Linked DNA regions of Mus musculus: region 2 is linked to region 1. The links are chromatin contacts, called in public promoter capture Hi-C maps. All regions are on one chromosome and are shown on one strand. The core of a region is the stretch at or near the end of the contact, and the rest is flanking DNA. Distances in the headings are between cores, read along the strand shown.

Region 1 (5,650 bases), core at 1,194-3,693:
CCCACCCACACAAGTGTGTGAGTCTGGAAACCTTTGCTTCTGAACCCAGACAAAATGTCAAATGACCTCAGCACAAGAGGAAAAGACACAGCTTTTTGGTGGAACTGTGACAAATGACTCATTAAGTGATCCGGTGCAACAGAAAGATGGGAGAGTGACCCCACACATTACAGGAAGGCCCTCTGCCTTCGGCGAATAAAGCAGGTTGCAAAAGAAATCTTTATTCACCTGATGTGATTGTCGTCTCCGAGGTTTGCTGCCTCTGTCTGTCAACCTAGGCCGAGTCCCGGAAGCTTCTAGCCTCTCTTCAATCTAATCTAGGCCTCTGAGAGTTACTGCTGAATAAGCTTCCTGGGGTCTGGATGGCTTGTTCAACTCAGCTGTTCTGGCTCAAATTCCTCTCCAAAAATGACGGATTCAATCTGACTTCTCTGAGCCTCTACCTGAATTCTTCTGTTTGGCCTCATCACTCAATTAAACATCACTTTCAAGATGGGTGCTTCATGCCTCAGAGTGAATATTAGGTTTGACTTAAGGTTTTTGAAAACCTTGAACTGGCTCAGTTAATAAGCTTCTTGTTTCAAAATCATGAAGGCATGAATTCAGATCCCCAGGGCCCATGTGAAAACCTGGGTGCAGAGGCAAATGCCTGGGATCCAGCAATGGGAGGCAGGGCCCAGAAGGCCTGGAAGCAAGGGACAAAGTTCCTGAGACAGTGAATGACTCTGTCTCACAGAAAAGGTAGAAAGTACTTGAGGGGGCTGGTGAGATGGCTCAGTGGGTAAGAGCACCCGACTGCTCTTCCGAAGGTCCGGAGTTCAAATCCCAGCAACCACATGGTGGCTCACAACCATCCGTAACAAGATCTGACTCCCTCTTCTGGAGTATCTGAAGACAGCTACAGTGTACTTACATATAATAAATAAATAAATCTTTAAAAAAAAAAAAAAAAAAAAAAAAAGAAAGTACTTGAGGACTGACATCCAAGCTTGTCCTCTGACCTCTGTGTGCACACACAAGACTATAAATAAAATGTTGTGAATACTTTGGAAAGCAGACATTAAACATGTTATTGGTCCTCCAAATCTATTACATTTATCTATCTATTATTTCTATGTATGTGTGGATGCACACACGAGGCAGTTCACTCTTTCCTTCTACCATATGGGTCCTGGGAGGTGGGGAGAAATCGAACCCAGGTCCTCCGGCTCGGTGGCAGATGCTTATCTCTGCTGAGCCATCTCACCTGCCTGGTCCTTACAGATTGAATTGGGCTAAAGCTGGTTTCCATTTTTCAAACTGGCATGTTATAAAAAAAATGAGGATTTCTATTTCCTGAGGACGGAGGAAAGCCTGAGTTAACTAGGTCCCTCTTGGTGGCCTGGCACAGTGCTTCAGGCACACCCTTACCCAACAGACATTCGCTGACCTGTTGTCCCATTAACTAGAGATCTGTGTCTGCCGGTAAAGCCTGTTTTCCTCAGCCTGTCTGATAGGAGCTGCCAGAGCCTTCATCTGTGCCATAGCCCTGTGCTGTGGAACCTTACCAGTGCACTAGGAACCAGGCCATGCTACTCTAAGCTGTGTTCACACAACACACCAATCTTCAGATGTGGCTCTCCTGGGAATACATCTACAGGCAGCTGCCCTGAGTTCACAGTGCCTTTCCTTCTCTGGGTTCCTCCTATAGTTCAATTATTCAGAATTCCCTCTCCATACCTGGCAAGTATCTTTCCATCTTGGAGCAAGAGAAGTTTCCAGATACAACACTTGAATCTGTAGTACTGAGTGACTGAGACGGGACGGTGTTAGAGCAAGAATAGTGAAGGTGTGGGCATTTAATTCCAGAAACCCGGGGCAACTTTATTGTTATTGGGAAAGACCCTGCCGTAGGACAGGGACTATGCAGTAGTGATTCCAGCAAAAGCAGAAGTTAGGGTGAAAATAAAAGTATGTGTGTGGGGAAGGGAGTGAGTGTGGGGGTGGGGAGACTTCAGCAGAGTTGAAAGCAACATGGAAAGAGAATTCCCAAAGGCAGATTAGGGGGTAGAGCTTCTTGTTTCACTAGTGAAAAGCTGATGTGGTAGATTCGGAATGATGACTATAGTAACAGCAGTCAAGGGACAGAGATTCCCTTACCATTTCAGAGCATGTGCCGTAAAGAGAAGGGGATTTCCAGGACACGGAAAAGCAGGTGGAAAGTCAAGGCAGTCAGCGTGGAGGGGGATTCTGGGGACCTTTGTGGATCCTCAGTTTTTCAGGACTGGTATAAGACCTGGGATTGGCAGATGAAGCCTGGAGAAGGCCGCCCCAGCGCCTGGAGGAGGGAGGTGGGTGGGGTCTGATGTGGCTCTCCTTGGAGCTGTCTGGGAGGATATGCAAATTTGGGGCCGCGGGAGAGAGTGGAAGGGCTGGATTGGCTGCGGTTGAGCATTGAGGAGGCTGGCTTGGAGAGCTGCCTGTTTGAAAGCCTTGCTCAGACATGAACTGGACTGCCAGCTCTGTTGTCTGTCAGTCTTTCGGATCAAAGACGGTGATACTCACGAGCTTTAGGGAGATAAGGCTGCTGGGATATTTTCCCTCCTGGAGTAAAACTAGGCCCAACCAGTCAGACTGGGAACTTATTGTCGGTTTTCTAGGATGAGTTTTACTGGTAAAACTAGATGTGTCCTAGACTCTTAAGGGGCCTGTTTATACTGAGTATATTTTGAATGCCAACGTCCAAGTGGGAAATCACATTCTAAGGTCAGCAGGTGAGAGGCAGGACTCTCTGCCCTACTTTTCTCTGCGTGTATCTACCTGTTTGTATCTCTCTCTCTCTCTCTCTCTCTCTCTCTCTCTCTCTCTCTCTCTGTGTGTGTGTGTGTGTGTGTGTGTGTGTGTGAGAGAGAGAGAGAGGGGGGGGGGCAAGCTTGCCTCTGTATACACAAGTGTCTCTGTGAGTTCATGTATGTGTCTGTATTAGTGTGTGAGCGTGTGAGCTTACCTCTATATACACAAGTGTCTCTGTGAATGCATGTGGTGTGTGTGTGTGTGCCTGTGTCTGTGTGTGACTATGCGAGCATGTAAGCTTGCCTCTCTATACACAAGTGTCCCTGTGAGCTCAGGCTTTTCTAAATGTCACTCCTGGCCCTCATCTGATTGGCAAGCCTTGTGCCGGGCATGATGAAAAACCAGGCGGCTTGTTTGCAATTTCTTATTTGTTTATGGTAAGGAAGTAAATCAATTGCAGAATTTTCAGGAGTGGAGGGCCAAGGGATATTTACTGTCAACAAGGTAAGGACGGGGAGATGTAAGGTACTGGGCACCAAGGTGCACCTGGTGCCAGGACAACAGGATAAAGAAAAAAAAAAAAAAAACAGGATAAGTTCCAACTCGTTTTCATCACGTCTCCTTTTTAGTCTTTCTACAGTTCCCTGAAAGATGGCAGATGAATTCTTCCATGCTGGAAAGGAAAACTGCAGTGAGCAGGCAAGAAGAAGTCAAGTCTCTGGTCCACGTTCACAATTCCAGAGAAGTTTTATCCAGAGAGTAACGTTGCTGGGAAAGCTACCCACCAGATTTGTCCTCCATCGGGAAAGAAAGCAGAAGGTTGCTGCTATACTGGGGGTTGACCAAGAAGCCATGAAGTCTCTTCCAGAGGGAGACTTAGACCATTGCCTGCTGAGCAAGGTGAGCCAGGGCTGGCCTCTCCTGGGCACACCCTCTAACTCTCCATCCCATGGCCATTGATCAGAAGGAATCCCCTGCTTCTGGAGGCCATAGATGCCTCGTTCTCAGGAACTCAGGGTGGCTACCCTCAGCACCCTGAGGAGGTCCATATGGCCAGTTAATTATCTGAGCCTCAGACTTCAGACTTCTTTCTGTAAAATGAGAATCTGAGTGGGATTACTGGGATATGAGTAGCCAGGCACAGGCACGGTGACAGACATGGGGATCAGAAACTGAGAGTATTTTGGTCTACATGAATCCTTGCCTCAAAAACAGCTACAAAACCAAAACACAACAACAACAACAAAAACCTACAAAAAAACCCAAAACCAACCAAACAAAAAGAACTTAAGACAATGTTTGTTTGTTTGTTTTAAAACTACAAAACTGATAGTTTTTAAATATTGTTTGGGGGCTAGAGAGATGGCTCAGCAGTTAAGAGTATTAACTGCTCTTCTAGAGGACCCAAGTTTGATTCTCAGCATTACATGGTGGCTCACAACCATCTGTAATTCCAGTTCTAGGGAATCTAATCTCCTCTTCTGTCTCCAGGCGCACCAGGCACATTTGTGGTGCATAGACATGCATGTAGGCAAAACACTTATACATGTAAAATTAAAACAAAATCTTCAAAAAGTATTACTTCATTTGTAAGCTGGGCATGGTGGAACCTACCTTTAGTCCCAGCACTCAGAAGTCAGAGACAGGCAACTCTCTGTTAGTTCAAAGGCCAGCCTGGTCTATTGAGTGGATTCCTGATTAGCTTGGGCTACTATATTGTGGAACCTTGACTCAAGAAAAAAGGAGAAAGACAGACAGGAAGGAAGGAAGGAAGGAAAGAAAGAAGGAAGGAAGGAAAGAAAGAAGGAAGGAAGGAAAGAAAGAAGGAAGGAAGGAAGGGGAAGAAGGAAGGAAGGGGAGGAAGGAAGGAAGGAAAGGGGGGAAAGAGGGGAAATAGGAATATGGAGAAAGAGAAGGGCTAATTTCAGTTTTAGGCTCTTTTGATGTTAGACTTTATAGGGACCTTAAATATTATTTACTTTAATCTCTTCCATTGTTCCACATACCTATGAAGCTTCTAAGGCATGTTGTTAATGTTTAAACAAAGAGGTTTAAACTGAGAGGTGGGGGACTGGTCTCTGGCTTTCACGCCTTTATACATAAACAAAGCAAAGATTATTATCACAGTGAGACATGAGTGCATTTTTTAGACATCAAGGGAAAATAAGGAAAATCGACCTGCACCAAAACCAATCTCCAGCAAAGTGGCTTCCCCGACACTCCTCTACACAGAGGCCGTGTTGACGGGCATCTTCCTGGAGTCGCATGTTTTCTGGAAAACCAGCAGCATTCCAATTTTCTTAGCATTGCATTCATTCAAGTGATTTCACCTGCCCAGTCCTCTGACCCACTCTCCCTGGGCATTGCTACCAGCAGAAATTGTAAATGGTATTCCCAACGTGGAACCCAGCCTGGATTCATGGTATGCTTGGTCTCTAGAGCATTTTCTAAAGTTTTCTCTATTGACATTTCAAAAATACCAAGATATCTACATAAGAATCTAGGCTTCTGTCCCCTGTAGGGATAAAAAGAATCACGCTACCTGGCAACCACAGGCCCGGTGTCTGGCCTGGAAATTGTGGACTGAGTGTTAGCACGTGTGACAGCCAGTTCTCAGCAGGTTGCAGCCCCTTACCACCAGTCTGACAGCTCTGTCCTTGTTCATCTCTTGTCCCTGAAGATGGGTCAGCCTCTTCTCCCCCTAAGAGCTCTGTCCTAAACAGACCTCGGGCCCAGCTTTTTCCTTGTGTTTGTTCTTTTTCTTTTGGGCTCATTTTAATCTCTTCTCACACAGCTCAGAGTTGGCCTAAAAGGTTCTCTAACACACGGGCACAGAACACTTCTGTCATCCTGGGAACTGTGGAGCTGATAGTGCTCA
Region 2 (5,757 bases), core at 2,439-4,938, 2.0 Mb before region 1:
GTCTCTCTCTCTCTCTCACACACACACACGCACACGTGCACAGGTGCGCCCCCACTGCACAGAGAGCCCCTGGGTGTTCTTCCTAATAATAATACCCTGACCTCCTACCTCTACAAAAAGATAGAAGCCAACACTATCAGAACAGTTTGGGTTTTTTTTTTTTTCTGCATTGCTTTATTTATTATACTAAACAGGAGTTTTAAAATCTGTTTTTTGAACTATATGCAGACGAAATTGTGTCAAGTGTCTTGTGTCTTATTTGCAAAGCTAATCAATTTTGTTGCTTGTAGCTGGATCTCAGGTTTTTTTCTGACATACACGTTTTTAAAAATATAAAAAGAAGGAAGGGTCTGGAAAGATGGCTCAGTAGATGGCTCTCTTGCTGTGTTTGCTGAGGTCCCACTTGCTGTGTTTGCTGAGGTCCCAGAGTCAGTTCTCAGCATCCACCCAGTGGCTCACAACCCCCTGTAACACCAGTTCCCAGGGATCCAACTCCATCTTCTGGCTTCCACAGGCACTGGGCAGGCACTAAATGCATAATATATAAATGCCGGCAAAACAACACATATACACACACCAAATACAAATCTTTCTTTAAAGGAGCAGGGTGTGCTTGATGGTACACGCCTTTACTTCTGTTACATAGGAGGCAGACAGACTTCTGAGAGTCTGAGGCCACCCTGGTCTACATAGTGAATCCCAGTGCAGTGAGAGCTGCATAACGAAACAACAATAAAAACTTAACAACGACAAAGAAGTCAGGACTGAAATCTGAGTTAAGGAACCTTTTGGTTTTGTTTCTTGGTTTGTTTGTTTGTTTGTTTTGTGGGGGGAGTTGTTGCACAGAAAATCTACATTTAAGTATAAATGCTGTATCATACTAGCCACTAAGGCTGCTAGCAGTGCCTTTACGTCATAAAGTTCATTCTGAAATCTCACAAACATCAAGAACTTCAGGTGGACTGTGGGCAGAAGTCAAGTGGAAACCTTCCAGTTGGATGGCAGTATTTCCCTGGGCCAACAGCTCCTCTCCCAAAGCTATTTTTCTGGTGTCTCAGTTGAACCTTTAGGTGGGGCTGAGGGTGAAACTCTTGTTTTTCCACTGGAGGACGTGAGTCAGTGAACAGTGAGGTTCCACTTAATCACCACCCAAAAGAAGGTTCTTAAGTATAAGGAGCCAGAAGGGCAAGGAGATGATTAATATAAACCCAGGACAGTGATTTACCCGGGTGGGATGGGGTGGAGGAATGGGGTGGGGTGGGGTGGGGTGGGTGGGTGGAGAGGCCAGTTGTGGAAGGGACAGTAGGGAATCTCTCCAAGTTAGACAGTGCTATATTTTTTGATCTGTGCAGTAACCGCATTAGCACTGGTTCCTTTATAACTATATTCACATGTTTTGTGTAGTTTTTCTAAATATATATTTTAGTTCACAATTATAAGCAGCTAACAAAATACAAGCTATAAAAAAGTTCTTAAGCTGAGAAAAATATGACCAGATTTATGTAATTAAAAGAGCACTTTGGAGCCTGGCATGGTGGTGTACACCATTGTACACCTTTCATCTCAGCACTCAGGAAACAGAAGGTGGATCTCTGAGTTCAAGGCTAGTCTCGTCTATACAGTGAGTTCCAGCCCAGCTATGGCTACATAGTGAGTCCTTGTCTAAGAAAATTAAGGTGGGACAAGGCTAGAAACAGAGAAAGCAGTCAGGAGGTGGCAGCCAGTTTGGTAAGAGACTATAACGACCTCTACGAGTGGTTAAAATATTAGAGATATAGTCTGCTCTGTTTTGAAAAATACAACCCAAGTAAGACAAAGATGTCACTACCTCTCAGCTCACGTCCCCTCTATATCTTAATAAATTGCCTTAAGAATGTCTCAGTGATACAGTCAAAAGGCATGCTTGGATCTAAGTAGACACATAGGCAACTCTACCCTGTGCCTAAACTACCCTGAGAACTTGTGGCAGAAAGAAAATATTTAAGTGACACCATAAGCTGGCATAATATCTTAGCCTCAAAGTTGGGCCACTATATACTAGCCTGCTGTGCTATCTAATAGTGATATCTGTTCAGTGAAAACATCATGGATAGTTTTCTCTTCTAATATCTGGTGCCAGAACGCTAGTTCTGGAAGGCAAAGACATTTTGTTTACTATTGTATCTTAGTGTGAAGAAACAAAGTTGGTACATAGTAAGTGCTCCTAAATGATCCCTTTTCTGAGACACGGTCCCTCTCAGTCGCCTGGGCGAGCCTTGAACTCAAGATTTAACCCACCTCAGCCTTCCAAGTAACTGGGTCTCTGGGTGCCTCCAAAACACCTTGTTCTCATTTAATTATTATAATTAATGATATAATCATCACAATAATCCAAAATGAGATAGATAGGACATAAATTATTATCCTCATTTTTTTAACCTAGAAAACAAAGAGTTAGGGTGATTTGGGAACACGTTAAATATTTGATAATTTGAATGATGACCATGTCGATGTTCTTTATTTTTCTCAATTCAAAGCTGAAGGGCTAAGGCTTAACATTCTTACAGTTCTGAAATACCAATTAGAAGCTTTTAGAACACAGCAGGTTGGTGTGGTCGTACATGCCTTTGATCCCAGTGAGGCAGAGGCAGGAGGATCTTTTAAGTTCAAGGCCAAACCTGATCTACATAGTGAGCTCTAGGCCAGACAGAGCTACATACTGATACAAACAAACAAACAAACAAACAAACACTAAGCAAAAACCAAAAGCATGACAGGTGTGTCAAATACCATGTTATCTGATGTGCCTGACAGGGATGGAAAATGGGCCGCCCAGCTTTTGTTACACTGTTAACTATGGCTCCCTCTAAGTGGATTTGAGTTCTGGATAATCAAGTCCACCTGCTCCCAGGCTACCTTGCTCTCCATGTCTCTCACGTGTCTCTACTCCCCACTCTCCCTAGCCCACTTCTCCAGACAATATAAGTTAAAGAAGCCCAGCTATTGTTAAAAAGGAAAATGCCTATTCTAATAATCAACTTGTTTTCAAAGGGATAGGAGAAAAAGTGGCAAAATGAGAGTTTTTGGTGTTTTTCAAACCCCTGTTATCCCAATGATAGCCTATAGGGAAGCTAAAAATAACACGTAACATGAAAAGCTACTCTTATTAGTAATCTGAAGCATATGTCACAATGCAAATGCTTTCTGCAGATGTTCAGAAAGCATTAATATCCATACACCTGTCTATACCTTCTGTAGGACCATTAAGCTCAAAAGAACAAGCAAACCCAACATTAAAACCAGCCTACCTGGAGAAAACCCTGAGCACAGACACAACAAAGCCCAGAGAGGTTATGTTCTTAGGTCGCCTTCCTCCCTTCCACTCCAAACTCCATGGTCGTGTTATCCCTACAGCAATTGCGTCTAGGCAAACTGGGCCACCACAGACTGCTACACAGTTTATCTAAGAACTCTTCAGAGCATTCCAGAACTCACCAGAAATTCACTGGCAAACTCCTCACTGTTGAGTTTCTTTTTCTGGGCTTCTTTCAGTAGTTGCTGCAGAATTTCTCTTTGGTCCATGCCGCAGAGCAAGAGTCTGTGAGTAGGTTAAGGGAGGGCATGTCAAATATGTGTCATGGCCAAGGCAGCACCAAGAAGCCACTGCTGCTGCAGGAGCACAGCGTGCTGGAGGCTGTGGTTTACTGACTTCATCACAAGCCCTAGAGGAAATTAGTACAAAACTAGCTTCTGTGGTCACACAACAAAGCCATCATCTCCCTGCAGGGCCCTAGCGCCTTCCTTTCTCAACAAAGAAACTTGGCTACTGTTCAAATGTAACAAACAAGAGGCTAACCAGAACACAAACTGTGGTCTGCTTAGCTCAGAGACTGTTCCACGCTGTCAGTCTCAGACAGCACTCAGTTCTTCCATTCCCAGAAGAAAGGCAGAAAGTACAGCACTAACCTGTGAGTTCAGCTTTTCACATCCCAGTGAGCAGAAAGGCCTGGGTGACGCCCACCTATGCCCTGCTGCAGGAGAGGAGACAAACACTGGAGTTACCTATCTCCGACCCGGACCATTATCCCCAAAGTCTCCTATAGATATGATCATGGCAGACCTCTGCTCATCAAGCGGGCATTTTGTTTCAGAATTTGTCAAGCTTCCATTATAAACCTCACGTTTTTCTTTTAGAGGAAGCAAAGTCCACTGCTTCTGATGGTCCATCTCACCCGTGACTGGGGAAGTACTGGCCCTCATTAAGGGAAGTGTTGGTCTCTGTACTTCTTCAGACCTCCAGTAGCTTTGCAAACACTGAGAGTACAGCTCTACACAGGATGGGAAGCACCGGGGAGGCAGTTAGCACAATATCCCCAGAACGCACTGCTAGCAAACAGCGAAAGGACAAAACGGAACTAAAGCTAAAATATTGCTTGCTGAGAACCATACAGATTCTATCTAGGTCAGCCTGTCTGGAGAGAATTGAGGAGAGGTGGTGCAGTCCCAGCTCCTCAGGACTGTCCCCAGCTGCAAGATCACTTGAGTCTCAGAGTTTGAGACACCTGAGAAACAAAGTGAGCGCTCTCTCTCTCTCTCTCTCTCTCTCTCTCAGAAGGGGAGGGAGGAAGAATGAAAGAGGCTGAAGAATTCATGAAGACATGTTGACATTTTGATCCTACAGAGCCTATCTCAGAAAAGATCGCGTTTCAGGGAGCCGTCCACATCTGTGGTATCAGTGCCTTAACAAGGCAGGTTATTCCAGAGAATGCTTCCACATCTCCGTTTGCATAAATCCTCTCTTCGATGGGCACAAATCCACTCAAGATCTAATTCAGTGTGAAAACCCTTGCAAATGAGGAAGTTCAGTAAACAGAATGTTACAAAATTAGTTTCAAGTTAAAAAAAAAAACTGGGAAAGGTGTAGTTTGGACTTCCTCTATTAAGATATTAGCAACCCTTTCTGGTTTTACACTATTCAAACTCCCTTCAGAAAATCATGATTTTGAACACAAAACACGCTGCACCCTCTTCATTGAACCCTTGGCAGGCAATTTGAAGTTAGTATTTCACATAAAGAATTTCAAATGTAGTTCACACAAATTAAAATGAACCATAATTCTTCAGCAATATTTCCTGAGACTAAAACAAATCTCTGAGATTATCCTTGTCTAGCAACAACAGGAAATTTCTTGCTACTCTAAATGATGCAATATTTGACTATTTTAAAACATACAAAATATGGGGAAGCTTTATTTTTAAAAAGAATACAACATTCTTCAGGGTATAATGGAATATACTTGTAACACTAGCACTGAGGAGGCTCAGATAGGAGAATGGTTACAAAGTGCAGGCCTATCTGAACTATATATAGCAAGACACTGTCTCAAAAGTTAAATACTTTAAAAATCCTAAGTTAACTATAAATAAAATTATATGAAAATATGAAATTTAAGCCAGACTCAGAAAGGCAAGTATTACATGTTTTTTCCCCTTAAACAGAGAATCTAGATTTAAGTGTGTGTGTGTGTGTGTGTGTGTGTGTGTGTGTGTGTGTGTGTGTGTGTAGGCCATAAAAATAGAAAGAGGAACATTATTATCATACATTAGTCACACATAATGGATTACATGACATTTTCATATTGTAGTTAATGCATTCCGATTACACTACGCATTCAGTCTTACCCTCTCTTCTCTTCACACCTAACCCCTCTCCTCTTGCCAACCATCTCCTGCCTCCCACTTTCATGTCTTTTTTAGTTTTCAATCCCAGTGAGCTTC

Evidence for each region. Promoter capture Hi-C pulls out the DNA fragments that hold promoters and counts their contacts.
Region 2: a contact with region 1 is called in a promoter capture Hi-C map of liver, with 5 times the contacts expected there. The contact joins the promoter of Ptpn22 here to the promoter of Mab21l3 in region 1. A contact is called at or near these places in 2 of 39 promoter capture datasets (both in liver).

Annotation. Positions count from the first base shown.
Region 1 is chr3:101,833,016-101,838,665 of GRCm38.p6, reverse strand. Mab21l3 (mab-21-like 3) reads left to right here and starts at 2,443. Exons shown (of 7, transcript NM_172295.4): 1 at 2,443-2,745; 2 at 3,402-3,672. The coding sequence starts at 3,424. Gm33381 (a long non-coding RNA gene) reads right to left here. Exons shown (of 3, transcript XR_003954538.1): 3 at 3,247-3,863.
Region 2 is chr3:103,858,208-103,863,964 of GRCm38.p6, reverse strand. It overlaps Ptpn22 (protein tyrosine phosphatase, non-receptor type 22 (lymphoid)), which reads right to left and starts at 3,688. Exons shown (of 21, transcript NM_008979.2): 1 at 3,475-3,688. The coding sequence starts at 3,561.